2 separate regions of the Mus musculus genome follow, and region 2 is linked to region 1. The links are chromatin contacts, called in public HiCAR-type maps. All regions are on one chromosome and are shown on one strand. The core of a region is the stretch at or near the end of the contact, and the rest is flanking DNA. Distances in the headings are between cores, read along the strand shown. Region 1 holds the start of Hpgds (hematopoietic prostaglandin D synthase). Region 2 holds the start of Serbp1 (serpine1 mRNA binding protein 1).

Region 1 (5,869 bases), core at 1,417-3,916:
GCTGAAGACAGCTCAAGGATCTGTCCCCTCAGTCCACAGGGCCTGTGCTCTTTGCCTCAGTTCCCACTCACTGTCTTGCCAGAGAGGAGTGTTTTCTGGAAACTGTCTGAGCACTTCAGCAGTGACCAAGCCTTCAATTTTCAGAATTACATCTTTTGAGGGTACCAGAACAGGGTTAATCCAGAAATTGTACTTATTGCTTAGTCTTTCCTCCCACAGAGCATGATGAAGTGATATAGAAATGACATAAATTGATTCTGGAACAATCTTGAAAATTAATTTGACTTATTCTATTTCAGTATTTTTATGTCCCTATACATAAAAAGAATATACATGAAATCTTGCAAGTTAGAAAGAGGTATCTGGATACTTCTTCATCTCTAAGTGCTGCTTTAATAAGCTCTGGTCCGTTGTGTGCCACAGTCAAGGCTGTGCATAATGCTTTATGGAGATGGGGAGCTAACACAGGCCAGGACTGTGCTCAGTCCACAGCCTACAGGGAGCACTCAACATTTCAGCGAATTTATATGACTTTTACTTGTATTGTTCTTCACAGTGTCTGAGGAGGTAGACAAAGAAAACAGTATAATCACTTTTTTGAAATCTGGAAAAATAGACAATAATTCGTTTTCCATACATTTAGCCACTCAGTTAGTTTAGAAATTGAAACAAATACAGTTGGCCTTGCTGACTCCTCCATCCCAAGTTTGAATATTTCATCAGGCCAAGTTTTAGTTTCCTAAGTAACTGATTATGGTAGAAAACTAAATAAAAGATACCCAAGCTGACAAAGGAAACTTTGTGGATTTCCTCTGTAGACCTTTCTTCCCCAGCAACTCAGAGGCCACAAATGGAGGAGCAAGTGGGTTTAAATACTTCCTCTTTATCAACATAAAGGGAAAATGATGCGTGGGCTGATTTAAAATAAGATCCAGTGGAAGAGAAGCCCCCATGAAACATTGGTGAAGGATAATCTGGTCCTGATGTTGATCTCGTCCAGCTACAACCCTACCGTCGTTCATTTTGCAGCTGATTTTACACAGTTTTCAGTGAGAGCCTTTATCACTGTGTCCATTAACCTCACCTCAGACAGCATCTATTTCGCTTCTTGTAATGAGCAGAAAAGAGGCTGTACCCGTGTCTTCTTAAACTTTTTACAAATTAGTATTTATATTATTTACATTTATATAATTTTTATATTTATATTATGTATATTTATATTTTTCTCATTTATCATTGGAGGTTTTTTGTTTTCTTTTTCAAAGTAAAAAGAAGCTCGTTTGAAATGGATCTTATGACATGGTTGATAAGAGTTGCCCCTAGACCCAGATATAGCTGTCTCTTGTGAGACTATGCCGGGGCCTAGCAAACACAGAAGTGGATGATCACAGTCAGCTATTGGATGGGTCACACGGCCCCCAATGGAGGAGCTAGAGAAATTACCCAAGGAGCTAAAGGGAACTGCAACCCTATAGGTGGAACAACATTATGAACTAACCAGTACCCTGGAGCTCTTGACTATAGCTGCATATGTATCAAAAGATGGCCTAGTTGGCCATCACTGCAAAGAGAGGCCCATTGGACTTGCAAACTGTATATGCCCCAGTACAGGGGAACCCCAGGGCCAAAACGGGGGAGTGGGTGGGTAGTGGATTGGGGGGGTGGGTATGGCGGACTTTTGGGATAGCATTGAAAATGTAAACGAGGAAAATACCTAATAAAAATAAAATTAAATTAAAAAAAAAAAAGAGTTGCCCCTAGGTATGATTGTTCTGGGGACATGAAAAGCACCGTGTGGTTTCAATGTCTCATTGGGTAACTTCCAGATTTCAGGATGCACAGGCAGATATTTTATTGGACATTTTCAGTAAGCTGTGCTAATATTATCACTGAAATTAAACTTGTGTTATAATTTAAAGCTGATAGATATGAGTTCCTACTAGAAAAAGGTACTCTCATGGAGTATTTGAATCTTGTACACTAAGACTCTTTCAAACTGTGGACCTCTTCCAAGAAATGAGTGTAAACAGAACTCAAGCAACCATGCAAATGTAGTCTTTAAAAGTCTGACCCATGCCGAAATGCTAAGAGCGTTCAGCCATCAGATAGAGATCAGGGTCTATGTGACATGTCCAACAATCCTGTAGAAGGGAGAAAGCTCAAAAGAGGGAACATTGAAGCACTGGATGTTACAGACACTGCTTGTGTGAGGGCAGGGACCAAACAAATAAATCATGCAGTGAGGGACGTCATGATGAAGAGCAAACGGTGAGCAAACGGTGCGTGTGCTGGGGGTGGACGCGGGTGAGAAGGCACGGGGCAAAGGCGTCTCCAGGGAGACTGGGAAATGAAGTAAGACACTTTTGTCTCTGTAAGAAAACGTGACAGGGCTTGTTTTCTCATTCCCCAGAAGTCTGTGGTGTAAGACTAAGAATAAAGAGCTTGTAGCAATCTGTACACACAAGCACCTGTGACTGCGACTTTACTCTTTATGCAAATACGTTGGACTAATGTAGAGAGCTTGTGAAATGATGACAAAAGCTACCCAGAGCTCTTTACAGGCTGAACTTTGGACTCGTGCATCTCATGTGAGAAAGGCAGGAAGGCTTTTAGGTGGAGGAAGTGGCCTCTGGCTGTCTTGTGACTGCCACTCATCACAGAAACCACTGTACAGACAGGAACTGAGACACGGAGACACGGCACAGGAAAGGCTCTCTGCATAGGTAAGTGACACGAACTCTTTCTTCTTTCTGTTTGATTCTCCCCGTCTTCCCCAGCTTGAGACTGTTCGGTGGTCTATATGTTCCATCTTAACAGCGTCAGCTCACTCCAGGCTTTCATACACACATGGTCACGTAGAAATCGGATGACAACCTGTAAGAGCTGTGGATCCAAAAGCTTCTAGAAATTCCCTGAGCATCACCACCCCTGAAGGAAAAAGAAAATCCCATCTTGATCATCCTTGATAACATCTTTAGAACTCTCTTGGTAACTTTCTTTAGAATGTAAAGCAGTATAAATTTTCATTTATGCCCCTTCAACCCTGTATACGTGTGCACACACATGCATGTGAGTGTGCGCGTGCTCTGTGTGTGTGTGTGTGTGTGTGTGTGTGTGTGTGTGTGTGTGCGTGTGTGTGTGTGTGTGTGTGTCCGGGGGCTTTTTTTGCATCACATTCTATCATGTTAAGGCATATTTGGTTGAAATGTGTCTATGCTTGTCCAAGAATTGCTTCCTTCACCATTTGACAGTAGAGATAGTTTAAAAGATTTACTTCAGTTCAGATGGTTGAACTTAACAATCCTAAAGAGCAGTGTAGCTACTCCCTGTGCTCAGGTGTTAACATAAAGCAAGCCTCGAAAGTGGCATTTCTCTGGGGGTTTTTGATAGAAAATAGAGATCCCAGTTCACTGATTCAAAATTAAGCATCCAGTGTTTGAAATGAGCAACTTAGCAAATAAAGTGTCATCTATTTCTTTTTTGATCTACATTTTTTACTCCCTACCAGTAAATTGTCCAGGTCTGAACTAAAACTCCCCTCCCCCCTTGCACTATGAAATCGTGAAATCCTGTACGCTCCATCCCCTAGTTGTTAGGAGCAGTGGCTTCTGTTAGGAGATGCCAGCATGGGCAAGATGTCCAACATGGACAAGATGTCCTGTGAACAGTAGCTCCTCAGCTGCTCTCTGCATCCAGCTCCTGCATTTTAAAATACCAGACTCTACACAAATAGAGGTGCAAACAGTGTGCCGTGTCCACCACATGTGGGGTGGGGTTAAGACTGTCGGCAAGACCAGGGATGCTTCCAGTTGTGTACTCCAGACTCAAGCTATTGCAGAATTGCTGGACATGTGAAAAGAACGTGGCAGGGAACCCCAAGTATCTCTGAGTTCCAGATATCTTTTATTGAAGTGCGAGAGTTCAGTTAGGCCACTGGTGTTAAATAAATTATAAAATTGGGGTTGCAACTAGCCATCGGTGATGACTCTTTCTGCCAGAGAATTGGCTTTGGATTTCTATCATCTTTTAGACATACAGACTACAAATATTATACTATTTTTAACTTTATTACTTTAATCAAAATAGCACAACTGCCTAATCAGACTTAAGTGATCTTACCACAATTCACATTCTATTAATATTTACATTAAAGGTGTCCCTGTTGACCACTCCCACATATTTCTTATGATCAACTGAAATATCGATATTATGAAAAGTAAAAATTGATACAAACCTAATAGAGTGGAAGCACAAAAGACAGACTGCTTCTAAAAAAGCACCATTAACCTATGTGAAATGTCTCCCCACAAGGTTAGTAAATACTAAGAATTTAATCTTACCGTGGCTAGAAGTCTATTTAAGCTCATGTGTTGCCCAAGGCCTTTTCTGCTCAGCCATGTGCTGAGGAAATGCTCATGTTATTTTCCAAATATCTACCTACTCAATCAGAAACTTTGCATGACTTCCCTTGGAGTGTTAAGAAAGAAGATAAACTTTTTTGTTCTCTTCGGGGTAAACGCTATTTTCTCTATGTGACATTCTTACAACAGCATGGGAGAGGAAAGTTCACAAATGAAGTCACCAGGAAAAATGAGGCCAGCATGATGCCAGAGGTCTCCAGCTCTATTCAAATCAGGTCCAGTCAAAGCGGAGTCAAATAGCAGGAGTGGTGTTTTTGTCTGTTTGGGTTGGTTGGGACAAGGTCTCTCCATGTAGCTGTGGATGTTCTGGGGCTTATATAGGCCATGCTGGTCTAGAACTCACAAAGACACAAGTGCCTCTGCCTACTGACGATTGGGGTTAAAGGCATGTGCCACTATGCCCAACTTGGCCACATCTCTTGTGTGAGGCAAATTTGAGTCTAATTATATGCATTCTTTTAATCTTGCCCCTTTATGTCCCTGCAAAATGTTCATATGATCAGTTTTGTTTTGAGGCTTTGTATCTCTAGACTTAAACAAACACCACATTAGCTTATTCACAAGGCATTTCCCACAAGCCCCACTGCCTGCTTGGTGAACTTCTCCCCCAGCTCATCTACTTCCAGCTGGTTTGGTCCTGACCTGTCATTTGAAATTTACAGTCAGGTTTACCGACAGATCTGTCTTGGCTTTTGAACGTAGATAATAGTCATCTCTCCCTTGATACTCCTCACATTATCTGCTGCCATCCTCTTTTACTAAACTGACTGGTCTGCTTGGAATTAGAGGTGTAATATATATGATTGTGCCACATTAAAGAAACAGAGTTTGATTATTTTTTTATTGTTGTTTTTTGTTCTTCATCCCTTTGGGGGAGGGGGAAATAGGTGCTCACAAGGGTGGGGTGGGCCTAGAATGGCAGCGAAGTGTGTGTGATGAGGTGCATTGTATAAAACTCCCAAATCATCAATAAAAATTGGAAAAGAAATTCTAGAATAAAACATAAAGCAGGAAAAGAAAAAGAAAGAAACTGAATCTATAGATTCGTATTCATGTGAAATTTGGACGAATCTTTTAGTTGAGACTCTGTGTGAGGTCTGGAAACTTTTTCCCAATACCTGGTTAGCTAAGGAGTTTTGTTTTGTTCTGTTCTGTTTTGTTTTGTTTCCTTAAGAATTCTGATCACAATTGAATGGTAATGTTTAATGTCTTTTAAAAGGATTTACTTTTATTATTTGTAGTTATGTGTATGTGTATCAGCATGGGCACACAAATACAGCTACCCTCAGAAGCCAAAAGGCGGCAGAGCCCCTGGATCTGAAGTTGTATGTCACCCAGTATAGATGTGGGTAATTAAACCTAGGTCTTCTAAAAGAGGAATATGCTCTCGTAAGCCCAGAGCCATTCATTCCGTCAGCCCCTTTGGCCTTGGTTGAGATTACAGTGTG
Region 2 (5,869 bases), core at 1,957-4,456, 2.1 Mb before region 1:
TCAGTAACATGCACAGCCCTGAATTGTCACAGAACCCTCTCAAAAAAAGGAAAATAGAAAACTTATGGCACTAAGTGGTATTTAAAGCATTAACTAATTTTCCTGCCTTTATTTCTCCTGATAACTTACGAAACTCACAAAAAAAGAACCAATTTAAATTGAATTATTGGTAGTCTAAAGGACAAGTTGATAGTTAAATGCATGCCTAACATTTCAGACATGCTCTAATTTCCAAGCCATAGGTGTTGATAGTCAAAAAAACAAAATCAGCTGAGAAATTGTTTTTGTAAAATATTTAAACATGTGACTAATTCTAAGAAAATGGAACACCATCAGGATATATTCATTTGTTCAGATATCTTTAACTATAGTCATACAGTAAAGGTGAAATTCCTTAATATTTAAGCTCAGTCTCTGTAAATTCTCAGGGCAAGCCTTAAATGTAGCCCTTATGCCGTGGCATTTACATAAATTTCATCAGAGGTATAGTGTATTGGGGTGGAGCTATAGAACCAGCTCAGAACTTGTAATGATAACCAAGCTAAACACACCCAAGGAACAATGGCTTGCTTCCCCACCCAATATTCAGTATGAGGCCTACATAATCAGAAAAAAACTTACTAAACTCATCAAGTGGTTGGGAGTGTAGCTCAGTGAGAGCTACTTTCACTTAGTTTGCAAAATGCTGGGTTCGGCCACTTTTACCACAAAATATAAATTCATCTACTGAAAAAAAATTTTTTAAAAAGCATACAAGGTTCTTTTACTGTACTTACCAGATACATGAGTTTCTTAACTGCACTAATATCCAGAGTTGCTTTTCTTTTTTTGCTAAACACAAAAAACCTGGTCTACTTTTAATGACATTTTGCCAATTCAAGTTCTTCAAATAGACAAATGCATCAAAATTTATGTAGAAAAACATTACATTCCAGCATTGTGTTCCCGAGACACAGGACACACCATAGGTTAACAATTGTTTCCACTCTTACAGATAGGTACTTTGTTTACAAGTCTACCAACCACCACCACACAGCACTAACTGGAAGTTTTATTCAAAATTTCCCCATATGTATATATAACCTTATTTAAAATCAACTCTGGTTTTAAAGAGTGATCTAAGGGTTTGAGATGTGTAATGCAAAATTTTCCCCAGCAAGGACAAGGTTCTAAGTTCAATACCCAGTACAACCCATGGAAGACTTGGACGTAACTAAAAAAAAGGTTGACTACTATTGTGAAAAAGTTTTCTGAAGTAAATGACAAACGTAATCCTGGCTATAAATAAAAATGTCCTCCATTGATGACTTATGCTAGTTTACAGGCAAGATCATAAATTGGCTTTGTGATGAAAATTGAATAATTTAAAATCATGCTTCATGTTTTGACCATTTTTTGAGTTCATCTATGTGATGTGTTTTATTTACTCAACTTATTCATGTACTTCTGTGAATTACAGTCATAAAGGAGGTAAATTTTAGTAGTTTAAATAACACTATCTAGTGTCCCTAACACAGAAATTAAATGTCTTATTCAACTATGTAATGTCAAGAAGCTTAATCCGCTCAGTACTTCTGCCCAAGTGATGTTTTCTAACACTCCAGACTATGCTTCCAAATATATTAATAGAACTCTTCCCTTTTATAAATCTACTAGGAACTGGATGTTTTACTCTAAGCCTTCATTGAAAGACACCACCACCCCCAAAAAACTTCAAACCTAACACAATCTAATGAGAAACAATTCCTTTCATGAGCACGTGGCATTGAGAGGCACTTTAACATAATACCAATTTTAAAGATTCACAGGTTATTCTATATGTACTCGCTATTGATTTTTCACTTTTTTAGCCCCTAATTGCTTTGCCTTTTCATCCACAATAAGCCAGTAATGGAGAAGAATGCTAAAATCAAAACAACTATGAAACTTCTAGTGCCCTTGAAGAGACCATTAGCCGCCAATGAAGACCCGACCACGCTTTACGCACGTGCGGAGGAAAAGCTGCAGCCTGAGTTCTGCTGCCGGGACATGACAGGCTGGGCACTCATTTCGCCCACGAGGCCCAGAACAAGCAAAGCCCTATGACCTGGGGGCTCCAGGGAGTTAGTTGGAAGAAGAGATGGAGACATGAGATGGGTTCCACTAATGACCAGTTTTTTATTCGGAACTCCCTCTAAAATGAGTGGGGCTAAATTCTTCTCCTCTCCAACACTTTAGTTCTCGCCAGTAAGTTACAGGAACTTCTTCTAACGTAAGAGCGAAAGGGCACAACACAAAACACACACGTGGGACCCAAACAGCAACTCCTCCCTCCCTCCACTCTAACAGGGACCCCCAAACGGAGACGCAGCCCAAGTGGAAACTCTGAGCCCGGGCCTTTCCTTGAGGGTCCGCGCCATTGTGGGACAAGATGGCAGGGCAGGAGCCCACAGCAGGCAGCGGCAGCCAGGAGCCCGCCGGGCAGGAAGCAATGCCCGCGCTGCTTCCCGAGCGCCTAGAGCCAGGAGGCTAGCGCCCGGCAGGAATCGGCGGGAACGCCCGGGCCGCCCTCTCGGAGCACGCTCCGTCCGCCCGAGGCGGGAAGGAAGGCTCCCGCCGAGCCTGCGAGCGAGCAAGCGACCGAGAGAGCGGCGTGGACTTGGGACCAGCCACGTTCCCCGCACCGTGAAGGGGCTCCGAGGGCTCTGCGGCCCCGCCGCCTGCACGAGCAAGCGGCGGCGCACGCCCCCGTCCTGCCCGCCAGCCCGGGCTCCCCACCGCCTCGCCCGGCTTTACCTTCTTTCTTAAGCGCCACCGGCGGCTGCGTCTCCTCCTTTTTGTCGGCCACGCCGACGCTGGGGGGCAGCGGGTTCTTGCGGTCTTTCTGGGACTCTTTACGCAACTGTTTGCCCGCCGCGTTGGAGTTGGTCTGGGCCGCGGCCTGAGCCGCGCTCTTGGCCCCGGGGCCCCCAACGCCGCCCCCGCCGGCTTCTTTTTTCTTGTTCTCTGCTGCCTTCAGTACCTCGAAAGGGTCCGATTCGTCGTCAAATAGCTGGTCGAATCGGTTGGTGACCACGCAGCCGAAGCCTTCCTGTAGGTGCCCAGGCATGATGGTGGCTCGGCGGCGCGTTCCTCCACGGATTGCAGCGGACCGCGCCGAGCCAAAAGCGCCTGCTTCAGCTCTTCCCACAAGATGGCCGGGCCGAGAGAGGGGGGCCGCCTTCTCTTCCGGCGCCAAGCACACATCCGGGAGCGGCCTGCGCCGCACGGCACCATGGGGCCTGTAGGCCACAACTGATTAGCCCGGGATGGCTGTCTACTCCTGAACTTCAACTCCCAGCGTGCACTGCGCAGCAACTCTTCGCGCGCGCCTGAGAGGCGGGATCTCAAGGAAAGTGTGCAGCGTGCTCGCTGAAGGTGGGGAAGCGAGTACGGGGCGGAGTTCTGCCACCTGCTCTTGTCACCCTTAAACTCTCGGTCTTTAGATACCTCTGAGAACAGGAAAACGTGAGGGCGTCTTCTGCTCACGAAAGTGTTCTCTGTCTTTGGTTTCACTCATTCTGTCTCCGGCCAGGACTTTCCCCACCTTTCTGGGAGGGTCAAGGTGACTCCCAGACCTAGTAACTGGAGCCTCAAAAACTTCCGGGGGGTGGGGGGTGCCACAGTAGCCTCCGGTAGGTTGCGACCGCACGGCTGCTCGTCCCTGACTGTTGGATTTCTAGAGCTGTCCCTCCACCCTTCGTAACGAATCAAGGCAATTCGGTTTAATGTGGAACGGAGTTCCAGGGTTGAATCTGCGTGGCAGAAGGAATCCAAAAGAGGAGTTGAACTAATTGGGTTGCGCGCCTTTTCCGGTCATTGCAACCATGCTTTAAGAGCTGTTAAGTCCTGACTGCACAACTGCACGCTCGGCCATCCTCTAAAACAGTGTTTGTGGAAACGCTTTCTAGAATCAACGCGATAAATTGATCTGTCGGTATCTGGTCAGCGGTGTTAGTAAAATGTGCTCCAGAGCCTGGGGTGGTGGCGCATGCCTTTAATCTGAACACTTAGGAGGCAGAGTTCAAGGCTAACCAGGTCTACAGAGCAAGTTCCAGGACCGCAGGGATTTCATAAGAAAAAACCCTGTCTCCAGCTCCCCAAATGTGCTCAAGAGGAAATGTTTTATAGTACATTGGGTATTATGTGTGAAGGGAGGAAACTAATTTCGTAATTATATGCTAACTCTGACATTAGTTGGGAACCTTAAATCCCACTAAGACAATCCAGTGCCAATACACACTATAATTTTAAATCTTTTCCATTGATACATTATGTAATAGAAAACATACCTCAGGCAGCAGGTGCTACGAATGTTTCATCCTCACATCCTTTTAGATAAATAACTATCCCTTTCTCACAGGGATGAAACTGTCAGAATTGATAAAACTTACTAAGGTCACACTTAAGTGCTAGTGGCAATCTTCTAGCTGCACTATGAGACTGTTGACATCAATTCTGTAAACCAAGTTCTGTCCTGATAGAAATTACAACAAGTGCTGAAATTCCAATAACTAATCAAGTTTAAACAACCCTTTGAATCCGTCTCCTGGATCAACAGAATGAAAGGCAAAATGGGATTCCCATAGTAGTTTTCTGATCTCTACACTCATACTGTGGTACATTCACACTCAAACACACATAAATAAATAACAGATAAAAGTGTTTTTTTTTAATGTCTAAAGAATGTCTGCTACTATCAGTAAGAACATTTATAGGATAATCCTCACAGTAAGAGCAGAGGAGACTCTCCAGCTCTTACTCAAATCAAGGCTCCACAGCATTTCATGACCCACATTACATTCTTGTACGTATACTCATGCAACATGACAGTTTTTATGTATAGCAAGCACGCTTCTCTTGAGAATATTCTATCAGTAAATGTGGAAACTATCCAAGTACCTTGACTAAATACACAGCTGATGTGTCTGATACTGGCCTACTAGGAAACCTCAAAAGCGCTTGCTCCTTTGATGCTGGTACTCAGTTTTCAGCCATGTTCAAATCTTGCTCTCACACATTTCTCTGTGCGTACATGTGGCCACACACGTGAAGGCAGAGGCTGATGCTAGGAGTTCTCCTCATTCACTTCCTCACGTTACTTTTTTGAGATAAGATCCCCCACTGAACCTAGAGCTCACTGGTTGGCACGAGCGGCTGGCTAGCAAACTCCAGAAGTTCTCTGTAGTCCTCCATTTCAGTGCTAGAGTAACAGATGCACACATTTTTATCTGGGTGCTGGTGATTGAATCCAGGTCCTCATGCTTTCAAGGCAAGCACTTTACTGACAGCCATGTCTCCAGCTATGCTCACACATTTCTTAACAATCTCAATCCCCTGTTATGGTAACTATAATTAATAACTAACAACAGTTCTGTTAGCATTCACTATGTTCTGGACACTGTGCTAAGTATGTTATATGCCTCACTTTCTTAAATTCTAAGAATAACTTGAAATAGTACTACTACCTCCCACATTTTTTAGTTTGTTTGATTTTTTACTATTATTCACTTTACATGTGCAGGTGTTTTGCCCTGCATGTATGTCTATGCACCACCTGTGTTCCTGTGTCTGTGAAGGCCAGAAGACAGCATTGGATCCCCTGGTATTGGAGTTACCAAAGTTTGTGATCCTTCATGTAGTTGCTATGAATTGAACTTATACACACCCCTCCTCTGGAAGAGAGGCACACGCTGCTAACTGTAGAGCCATCCCTCCAACCCCTCTGATCATTTACACTGAGAGACACTGAGTTTAAGTACTCTGACAAATTCGTACTGACTAAAGTCAAAACAGTAATAAATAGATTTATTTATTTTATTACATGTGCATTAATGTTTTCCTGCACGTG

Evidence for each region. HiCAR-type assays count read pairs that join an accessible place to other places.
Region 2: a contact with region 1 is called in a HiCAR-type map of astrocytes, with 4 times the contacts expected there. The contact joins the promoter of Serbp1 here to the promoter of Hpgds in region 1. A contact is called at or near these places in 6 of 39 promoter capture datasets (the C10 cell line, cranial neural crest, hippocampal neurons and 2 more), 1 of 115 datasets of contacts at active chromatin or transcription factors (astrocytes) and 1 of 9 other capture datasets (liver).

Annotation. Positions count from the first base shown.
Region 1 is chr6:65,141,527-65,147,395 of GRCm38.p6, reverse strand. It overlaps Hpgds (hematopoietic prostaglandin D synthase), which reads left to right and starts at 2,666. Exons shown (of 6, transcript NM_019455.4): 1 at 2,666-2,723.
Region 2 is chr6:67,264,316-67,270,184 of GRCm38.p6, reverse strand. It overlaps Serbp1 (serpine1 mRNA binding protein 1), which reads right to left and starts at 3,206. Exons shown (of 8, transcript NM_001113565.1): 1 at 2,776-3,206. The coding sequence starts at 3,088.